2 separate regions of the Mus musculus genome follow, and region 2 is linked to region 1. The links are chromatin contacts, called in public promoter capture Hi-C maps. All regions are on one chromosome and are shown on one strand. Each heading gives the region's core, a stretch centred on a gene start, on an enhancer-like site or on the middle of the called end of the contact. The rest is flanking DNA. Distances are from core to core; before and after follow the strand shown. Region 1 overlaps Fkbp5 (FK506 binding protein 5). Region 2 holds the start of 1700030A11Rik (RIKEN cDNA 1700030A11 gene).

The links. Promoter capture Hi-C pulls out the DNA fragments that hold promoters and counts their contacts.
Region 2: a promoter capture Hi-C map of liver shows a contact between it and region 1, with 2.2 times the contacts expected there. The contact joins the promoter of 1700030A11Rik here to the enhancer-like site in region 1. A contact is called at or near these places in 2 of 39 promoter capture datasets (liver and neutrophils) and 1 of 484 Hi-C or Micro-C datasets (bone marrow-derived macrophages).

What each region holds. Positions count from the first base shown.
Region 1 is chr17:28,406,507-28,411,278 of GRCm38.p6, forward strand. Fkbp5 (FK506 binding protein 5) reads right to left here. Exons shown (of 11, transcript NM_010220.4): 8 at 4,004-4,087. Among named protein-coding and RNA genes, the nearest start is that of Gm22146, 38 kb to the right of the region's middle. Within about 2 kb of position 1,930, at least 110 of the 459 cell types and tissues checked have an H3K27ac peak or open chromatin away from gene starts, as enhancers often do. A contact at or near this core is called in bone marrow-derived macrophages, liver and neutrophils, where this site is marked.
Region 2 is chr17:28,902,533-28,907,304 of GRCm38.p6, forward strand. 1700030A11Rik (RIKEN cDNA 1700030A11 gene) reads left to right here and starts at 2,733. Exons shown (of 3, transcript NR_045457.1): 1 at 2,733-2,767; 2 at 3,171-3,255; 3 at 3,472-4,239. Bnip5 (BCL2 interacting protein 5) reads right to left here. Exons shown (of 12, transcript NM_172450.3): 4 at 3,159-3,223; 5 at 2,723-2,963; 6 at 1,984-2,118; 7 at 715-776; 8 at 241-490.

The DNA of each region.
Region 1 (4,772 bases), core at 680-3,179:
CACTGTTTGGAACCAACATTCCTCAGTCTTTCAAAAGGATGGTGAGCCATTTGGCTTATGGAAGAGGAGGTGACTTTCCTCTTTTCTCTTGGCATTCAGCACTGATAGTAAATACTGCAATATGGTAACTGGCAGTCCCCACACAGCAGGCCTGTCTAAAGCAGATTGTGCAAACGCTCGGCTCTCAGTAGCAGTGAAAGCAGAGGCAGCACGGCAGAGCTGCAGTGCCGGGGCTCTACCCCGGCACCATGTGATTGTTAAGAGTGGGTGGGCCAGAATGCCCTGTGCTGACCACGGCCATTGATAGCACACAGTGTACATAACCCTAAAGAGCAAGCTTACCGTGTGAGAGACTGTCCTGCTCTTGTCTGGTCTAGCAGCCTCCTCCGCCGTACCAAGGCCTCATGCATACTAAGCAAGCACCATCCCTGCTCTATTTCTAGGCTGATGTTTTTATTTCACACAGAAAAGGCCTTGCTAAATTGACAAGTCTAGTGCCAAACTCAGTCTTCCTGCCTCAGCTCCCAGGCAGTGCTTCTCAGCCTTCCTAACGCTATGACCCCCTTTCTCATAACCATAAAACTCCCAACCATGAAACGTTTTCTGTTGCTACTTCATAACTGTAATTTTGCTACTGTTATGAATCAGAACGTAGACACCTGATATCTGATATGTGACCCCTGTGAGGCGCTGTTTCAGAGTAACCAGACTCTAGATATGGTCCTGCTTACTACTGAGTTCTGAGAGTTGTAAACACTGAATGTTGTACATAGCACATGCCCTAAACAACAAACTGTGGGGTGGAGACAGCGTGCTGACTACTGTAGGTACAGCTGCACCACGGAATGGCAGCTTGTAACAACACGAGTAAACCTGGAATATAGGTGACAGTTCTTTTCTGCACAGTAATTACAAGCTTGAATACAGAGGACCCTTCCTGTACGACTGTACAAGGGATGGCAGACCTGACTGCACTCGGGAGAGGGAGCCATGACGATGTAGAGCTCTTCCTACAACACTCCAGCTCTCAAGCACAATCAGCCAGCCGCGGCCACACTTCCTTCCCAAGGAGCACTAGGGGGCGCAAGATGCCCGCACACAGCAGAGCGTCCTTAGCCTTCCTTTGTGCAGTGACAGTGCTACAGTGCCTGACAGTAACTTTCAGAACCGGATGAGGACAGTGCTTTCTGTGTCTCTGCATGAGTGTTCAGAGGTTGAAAGGAAGTTTCAACATCAGTCTAAATACCACATTCAGTCCCTCTCTGCCCACAGCTGAAACTGGCCTGGCAGGTGAATAGATCATGCAGATATTAAGGGACATAGAACTGTAGTCCAGCCCATCCCTACAGTCACCCACACTCTGCACATGGCACACATCACGTCAGATACTCTGGGAAGATGACGCTGGCCAGAGCAGCACAGCCAAAAGAAAGGCTCCTTAAACTTTGAAGGGAGAAGGGACAAGCAGACAGAAGGCAGTCCTCCAGCCTCTGAAGCAGACAGCCTGACTGGGGGGGTGGGGGGGTGGGGCGGCGGTGGGCGGTGCCTTGCTCCTCACCTAGAATGAGGAAGGAGCCTCCAGGAAGTGCTTGGTGAGACAAAATGTTCAGAGACATTCTGGGGTAAGTCTTAGGTCAGTGATTTTGAACCTTTCATTAATTTTTTTCCCCCCAACAGACTGATGTTTTGAAAGATCCTGTCTATCAGATTACATGTTAAAAATAATGTGTTCCGTATGTGTGACTAGTGATCCAGATTTTATCCAGATTGGTCATTTTAGGAAGATTTGAAACATGTTGAAATATACTTATCACCCCTGAAAGGCTCCCTGCAACACAGGTGATTGGCCTCAATGACATGGAAGGGACAGCTCCATTTCCAGATCCCTGCTCAGGGCTCCTATCGCCATCTGCTTGGCTGCCCATGAGTCATACGTTAGTTTATAACTTTGTTACAAATACACACTGTCTCTGCCAGTGTTTCTTTTGAGGTGACTATGGCCCCATAGTTCTGCAGTTGTCCCACATGGTGTTCTTGTTCCAACCCCCTAATGTAAGTCAGTAGTAGATGTGACAGCATTTCTCAGTACAGAGGCTCATGAAGAGTAGCCTCAGGTCTCTGCTTTATAGTGCTATAAAAAACAAAACAAAACAAAACAAAACAAAACCCAGGGGCTGGTGAGATGGCTCAGTGGATTAGAGCACCCGACTGCTCTTCCGAAGGTCCAGAGTTCAAAAGGTCTGAAGTTCAAATCCCAGCAACCACATGGTGGCTCACAACCATCCGTAATGAGATCTGACTCCCTCTTCTGGAGTGTCTGAAGATAGCTACAGTGTACTTACATATAAATAAAATCTTAAAAAAAAAAAAAAACCCAAACAACAAACAAAAACCCCAATAATTGTGTTTAAAGACTGCTGGTAAAAGAAAGAAAAAGCAAAGAAAACTTGGGTTCCCTCCAAGTCCTTTTTTTTTTTTTTTTGAGGCAGGGCTTCACTGTGTTGCCCTAGTTGTTTGGAATTTGCTCTGTAGGCCAGGCTAGCCTCAAACTCACATACATACACTTGCCTCCAGAGCCCTGTGCTTAAAGGTGTGCCAACAAAGCTGGCTTCTGGCTTGGGTCTCCACACTACAAGGCAGAGACAGGAGTCAGCCACTTGCACAGCATCACTTGGCCCAGCAGAAGACTGCCCGCTCTGAACACTCATCGAGAAGCCCTTCACTTGATGTGGAGACAGCAGGAATTTGGAAGTGGGCTGGCAAGCAATGGGCACAGCACTCCGAAATTTCACTTAATGAGTGTGGGTGTCAGCCCTGGGGGATAAAGCACTGGTTCCTGGGTCCTGAGGAGACAGGGCTCTGGAGAGGCAGTAATTCCCTGGGGCAGCTGTAAGTGACATCTTATCACTGTGGCCACAAGGCTCAGTGTTTTCTCCTCATCAGGTTCTTGGGAGGGCCGAGCCTGGTCATCCATGCCGGTCTGCAGGGCCTTTTTGGTACCCAGCCAGTATCATTTTTTTTTTTTTTTTAGATTTATTTATTATTATATGTAAGTACACTGTAGCTGACTTCAGACGCACCAGAAGAGGGCATCAGATCTCATTATGGGTGGTTGTGAACCACCATGTAGTTGCTGGGATTTGAACTCAGGACCTCTGGAAGAGCAGTCAGTGCTCTTACCCGATGAACCATCTCGCCAGCCCCTCAGCCAGTATCATTAATGGCATCTTTATCTTGTTGCTCAGTTAATAGTGGTACTGATAAGTAATGATATATTTCTTGATAAAACCTTAAATATTAAACATTTATTTTGAGGATATTTGCTGTGAAAGCTGCTGTTTTAATTTAAAGAGCGAAAATGTTTTAAAACATTTTTAAGATTTGTTTTTATTTTTTATTTACTTATTTTATTTATGAGTACTCTGCACATGCGCACGTGCATGTCAGAAGAGAGCATCGGATCCCTGTACAGATGGCTGTGAGCCACCATGTAGGTGCTGGGAATTTAACTCAGAACCTTTGGAAAAGCAGCCAATGCTCTTAACTGCTGAGCCATCTCTCCAGCCTAAAAAAAATTTCAATTGAAAATTATAATTAAAACAATCAGGAGGAGACTTGCCTTCATTGTAGTTACATAAAAGCAGCCACAGCACGGCAACCTGAGAGAGATCATCCAAAGTGAACTGGGGGATCTGCAAGGCCTTTCCTGTCTCACCTGTCAGGGGGGAGCGGGCTGGAGCCGCCCCTGTGAACTCTGACCTGGGACACACACACTCGAGCGAGCCAGGTCTGGTCCACCTCGCCTGCTCCTGAGGAAGCTCCACCTGCTCACAGCACACAGAAGAGGCCTCTGCATTACCTCCTGCACACGAACTCACTCTGCTCACTAATCCTCCTACAGAGCACAGCAGGCCTGTGAGAACTGAGGGTGCGTCTCAGCACAGGGTGCTGATGGATACTGGGTAGGTATCCCCACATGGAAAGGACTTAGAGACTCACACACCTTGAAGTACACAGTTCCCTTCTCTTTCACGATGGCAGCCTGCGTCAGCTTTTCTTTGGTGTCCATCTCCCAAGATTCTTTGGCCTGTGTAGAGATTTGTGGCGTCAGTTAGCTGAGGAGAGGAGGAAACGCAGCAGTTCATGCCTGGGGGACAGCAGCGATCTCTATGAGACCCCAGCAACTGTGGGCCGCTGCTGGGATACCAGCAGGCCAATGCACCGGTGTTCCACTAAGAGCACATGCCATAGCAAGCTGTGGTCTGACCTGTGTTGTCCAAGGAACACAAGCACGGAGCACTCTCACAGACTGCATTTTGAGGGTGACAAAGCAAGCCTCCCTCCTTAGAGACACTGGGATCGTAACCTGGAGCCCCAAAGCTCCCTCACTATGGGCTGCTGTCACGTTAGCAGGCTGTTTCTGTCAGGCTTGCTTTCCAGCTTGGAAGTGAGATTGCTACTTATGGTCCAGGCCAAGCTGCACGTGCATGGAGCACTTCTAAAATCCCAGTTCAGGCAGCTGTCTCTGAATTCACAGAACCAGATGCAGTATGGCCTCTAACAGGATCAGTTTGCAGGTGTGGACCTGGGGAACTTTTTCTTTTCTTTTTTCCAGACAGCACTGCATGTATCTCAGGCAAGCCTCCATTTACTACGTAGCTGAGACTGACTTCTGATCCTCCCGAGTGACAGGATTAGATGGCAGGCATGCCATGTTGTCACAAAGCACGGAGAAGGGTAGAGGTTCCACTATGGAAAGGGCAGGGAAACTC
Region 2 (4,772 bases), core at 1,483-3,982, 500 kb after region 1:
GCTCTGTAGAACAGAGCTGCCCTCAAACTCACAGAGATCCACCTGCCTCTGCCTCCCAAGTGCTGGGATTAAAGGCGTGCGCCACCACTTCCTGGTGATGCCTTTGTTTTTAAGAAAGGGAACTCTGAGTTTTTTGGTAGGTGTCCTGCTGAAATTGACATCTTCACCTCTCCACTCTTCTCACAGCAGAAAGCAGAGGGCAAGGCTTGAAGTTACCATGGTAAGGCCAGGCCTGCTCACCTGGGCTGCTGGAGATGGAAGCTCTGTGGCCACTGACACACATGGGCAGGAAGCCGTGCTTCTTGGGTGGCCGGGCCTCTAGGCTGCCAGAGCCTGGAGTCCCTGAAGCCTCTGTTTTCTTAGAATCCTTGGAGCTGTGTTTCCTGAGAGAAAAGGCTCTCCGGAGGTTAGACTTCTTCACCTGGGACTTCACCTTGCCGGCTGGGGTCGGGTTTTCTCCGGCCTTCTCTGCCTCCTGCGCTTGAGCTTCCTATGGGGAGAAAGAGAGAAACTGAGTCAGGCCTCCCTGGCCTCAAGAAGGTCAAAGGTGAACTATGGCCTAGAAGGATCAGGAGGGGCAAAGGCCTTTGGTGCTAGGGAGTGTTGTCTGGGAAGGCCAGTCCGGAGCTTAGAATGCAGCAGAGAGGTGGGGGTCCCTGGAAGGAGGGGTGAGGGTCCCCAGAAGAGCAGGATCATCCCAGAGGGCATCCTCACCTGCTCTCCCCTCTCGTCCTCTGCACTCTGGAGCAGGACCAGGATCTTCCGCCTGAATTCTCCTACGAAAAGGACAGGGTTCCTTACAAAGGCCTCTGAGGTCGGGGCCAGGTCCACACACCCCAGCTTTTCTGTTGTCTCTCTTTTCTTTCCATGTGCATTCTGGAGTGCAAACTTTAAGGGCTGTGCTATCTCTCCAGCATCCTTTGCCTCCCCCGAAGCGGTTTAAAGCGTCTCCAGATGTTAGACAGTATTTTAGATCCAGGCTTGGTTCTGTCAACAATAAACTGATAACTGTGGGGACTGGAGAGATGGCTCAGCGGTTAAGAGTACCGACTGCTTTTCCAGAGGTCCTGAGTTCAATTCCCAGAAACCACATGGTGCCTCACAGCCATCTATAATGGGATCTGATGCCCTCTTCTGGTATGTCTGAAGACAGCTACAGTGTAGTGATATAAAATAAATAAGTAAATCTTAAAAAAAAAAAAAAAACAACTGATGGGGCTGCAGAGATGGCTCAGAGGTTAGGAGCACTGACTGCTCTTCCAGAGGTCTTGAGTTCAATTCCCAGCAACCACATGGTGGCTCACAACCATCTCTAATGGGATCTGATGCCCTCTTCTGGTGTGACTGAGAAACGTGACAGTATACTCACATACATAAAATAAGTAAATAAATAAATCTTTAAAAAAAAAAAAAAACCCGGGCAGTGGTGGCGCAAGCCTTTAATCCCAGCACTTGGGAGGCAGAGGCAGGCAGATTTCTGAGTTCGAGGCCAACCTGGTCTACAGAGTGAGTTCCAGGACAGCCAGGACTATGCAGAGAAATCCTGTCTCGAACAAAAACAAATAATAATAATAATAAAACCGATAACTGTATGGAAACCTCCCTTCTGTGTTCTCAGCCCCTTCCTGGCACCACGGCAGCTCTCAGCCGCCCACCTAACGGCAATAACCACGCTCGGTAGCAACACAACCTGTTGGCTGACAGGCCGACCCTGCTATACCTTACAGGCAGTCATTCAATTAGAACTTCCAGCAAATCTCAAGGTCCAGCCTTGCAAAATGGGGAAACTGAGGCTAACGGGTGAAATGTGCTGTCTCCACAGCCCGAGGCCTCCCACAGAGAGACTGAAATAGGCCTTGGCCTCCCTCGCTCTGCCTCAACTTGCCCTTTCCAAATGGCAGAGTCTAGACAGATGGGCTATTTGCTGGAGGTGGGGGGGTAGGGGTGGCGGAGGGGGGTGTTTCTGAGGGGCAAGGGACTAACTGGATTCGGAGGCTCTGTCCAGCAGTGGCTTCTCCTCGGGTCCCTGAAATATGGCAGCTGGTGTGTGGAGCTCAGAGGGATGGGAGCCTCCACCATCTACAGACGGGACCTCTTGGAACTCAGGCGCCTCCAAGTCTGGGAAGCAGAAAGTCACAGTCAGTGTGTGTGTCAGCCACGCCCAGCAACCTGAGCCTGGGCAGGTGCCAGTGTACGCCACCCGTGGGCTCTGCAAGGCTTGCAAGGCTATGCCGGGTCTGGGGCTCTGTTTGCGGACCCCGACCATGCTCTCTGCATGAAAAGAACTGTCTTTCCTTGGCTTCTCTTTTTCTTTCCATGGGGTTTCCTTACCTAGCCGCTGTTTTCGGTTGGTCCACTAGGGGGCAGAAGGTGCCTGGCTCCGTGCCACGAATGAAGAAGAGCCATGGCCTAAACCGCCTTGCATGAAAATCTCTCCTCTTATGACCCCAAATCCACGCTCTCCTGACAACGGTGTCATACAAGTCTAGCCCCCATCCACCCTAACGCCCACGAAGAGCCAACGAGACCAGCCCTTCTCCCTCCGGCTCTGGCTCTGAGGGATCCCACTTGTACCCAAGTGAGACCATGTGGAGGGGAAAAGCTTTGATCTCTTCTCCATCTCCATCCTCCCTACACTGCTCAAGGCATAGTGTGGGCATCAGAAAGATTCCAGAGCAGGAGGCAGCTGCAGTTGCTATGGCAACTGCTAGAGCCTGCTTACCAAGGCTGCTGGAGGTGGAAGCTCGCTGGCTACTAACACACAGGGGTAGGAAGCTGGGCCTCTTGGGCCGGGTTTCTGGGCCCAGGGTAGTGGCTGTGCCGACTCTCTTGGGTTCCTCAGAGGCAGGCTTCTTGAGGGATAAGACTCTCTTCAGGCTGGACTTCTTCTCCTGGGATTTCTTCCTGGGGAGTGGCGTTGGCTTTCGTGGAGGAACCGCTTCTGGCTGAGGGATTTGCACTTGCTGTGGGGAGGAGAAAGAAACTGGGTTAGATCCCTGGCCTTGAGGAGAGGCGAAAGGCAACCCCAGACAGGGCCGACCCAGAGCGGGAGGTGGCTTCTGGAATTAGGGAGTGGGGCTAACTGGACGGGGAGGCGGGGCACGAACCGGGAGCTGCAGCAGCTCTGCAGGCGCTCTCTGATGCCTGCGCCTCCTCACCTCTTCTTCCAGTTGGTCTCCAGCTTTCTTGAGCAATTCCACAATCTGCCAGATGACATCATCCTCTGCAAGAGAGCATGGGTCCCACCACTCCTAGGTATGCAGACAGTATCCAGATCTGGACTCCCAGGGAGAACGAAACCAGCCTGGATCCCTCAGGATTGAGGTTCCCCAATACCCAAAGACCCTCCCATCCCCCCCCAATACCCAAAGACCCTCTCATCCCCCACCATCCTGACTGAATATGGGAAAGTATTTTTGAGGCAAAGTATGACTTTTTAAATGTGTTAATTTTTTATAATTCAATTATTAGGGAGAAGAGAAACACATGTGGCGATCAGAGGATATCTCTCGGAAGCCAGTTCTCTCCTTTTATTATATGGGTCCCAGGAATCAAACTCACATCATCGGGGCTTGCTGGAACATGCCTTTACCCTCTGAGCCATCTCACAGCCCAAAGCATGATGTTTTATGCAGGGATTTAAGGCCCGATGTCCACCTGCCCTGTCAACTGAGCTTTCTAGATCTGGGAACTTTGAATTGGTAGTGGCTAAATCACTTTCCCCTCCGGATCTTTACAGCTTTCCCTGCGAAATATGGGTCACAATCTCTCATGGGCTGTCAGGACATCAAACAAAGGAGCAGGAGTTAGAAACATTTCCCAAGGCTGATTCCAAGTCTTCCAGCCCCACATAATAACAGGTCCCTATCCTAAGGCACAGAGAGGACATCAGCTGGCGCTCCACAGGTCACACTGGACCTGCCCCATGGCTGCTTCCACTACTCCTCACACCAGAACATTTCCTTGGGTGGCTTGTTTTGCCTTACACAAGGGTGATGTGCCCACTCCACTAGCTGCACCCCAAAGGTCTGTTTGCATGAAATGTCAAACTAACAAGCGACTCTGCCCCCGGCTTCCTGTTTCCTGACACTATCTACAGTTCATTTTCCTCTCAGGCAAGGCAATGGTAAAGTAAATACCTTACAAACTGGCCACAGAAATGCCTTTCCATCCCTTGCATACCCTGCCTTTAAAAATGCCGCCCTCGTTTTTAGACAATTAAATGAAGAGGGTATTGTGAGGTGTTCTGATTGTGTATGAGGTTGGACGCACTACTGAGAGACGGGTGTTTAAGTCTGTATGGATGAAGCTTCGTTTTATTCCCTGTAATTCTGCAAGAAGATTCAGAGCACACTGAAGGCTCCTCACTGTGGCCGTTGGACAGTTCTTTCCATTTTTCCATGTAGCTGCCTTGTTTAGTTAAGCCCAAGACCTTTTACCTGCTAACACAGGGTCCCTGTCTAACTACACCTTTAGTCTCTATTCAATAGATAGGTGGTAGGTATAATAGATAGATAAAGATAGACATAATAGATGAATGGATAGATAAGATGATAGATTAGATAGGTTAGATAGATAAGATATAAATATATAAAATAGAATTGGTGATAGATAATAGATGGGTGGATGGATAGATGGATGGATGGATGGATGGATGGATGGATGAATAGATAGATAGATAGATAGATAGATAGATAGATAGATAGATAGATAGATGGATGGATAGATGATAGATAGACTAGATGATAGATTAGATAGAATAGATGAAATAG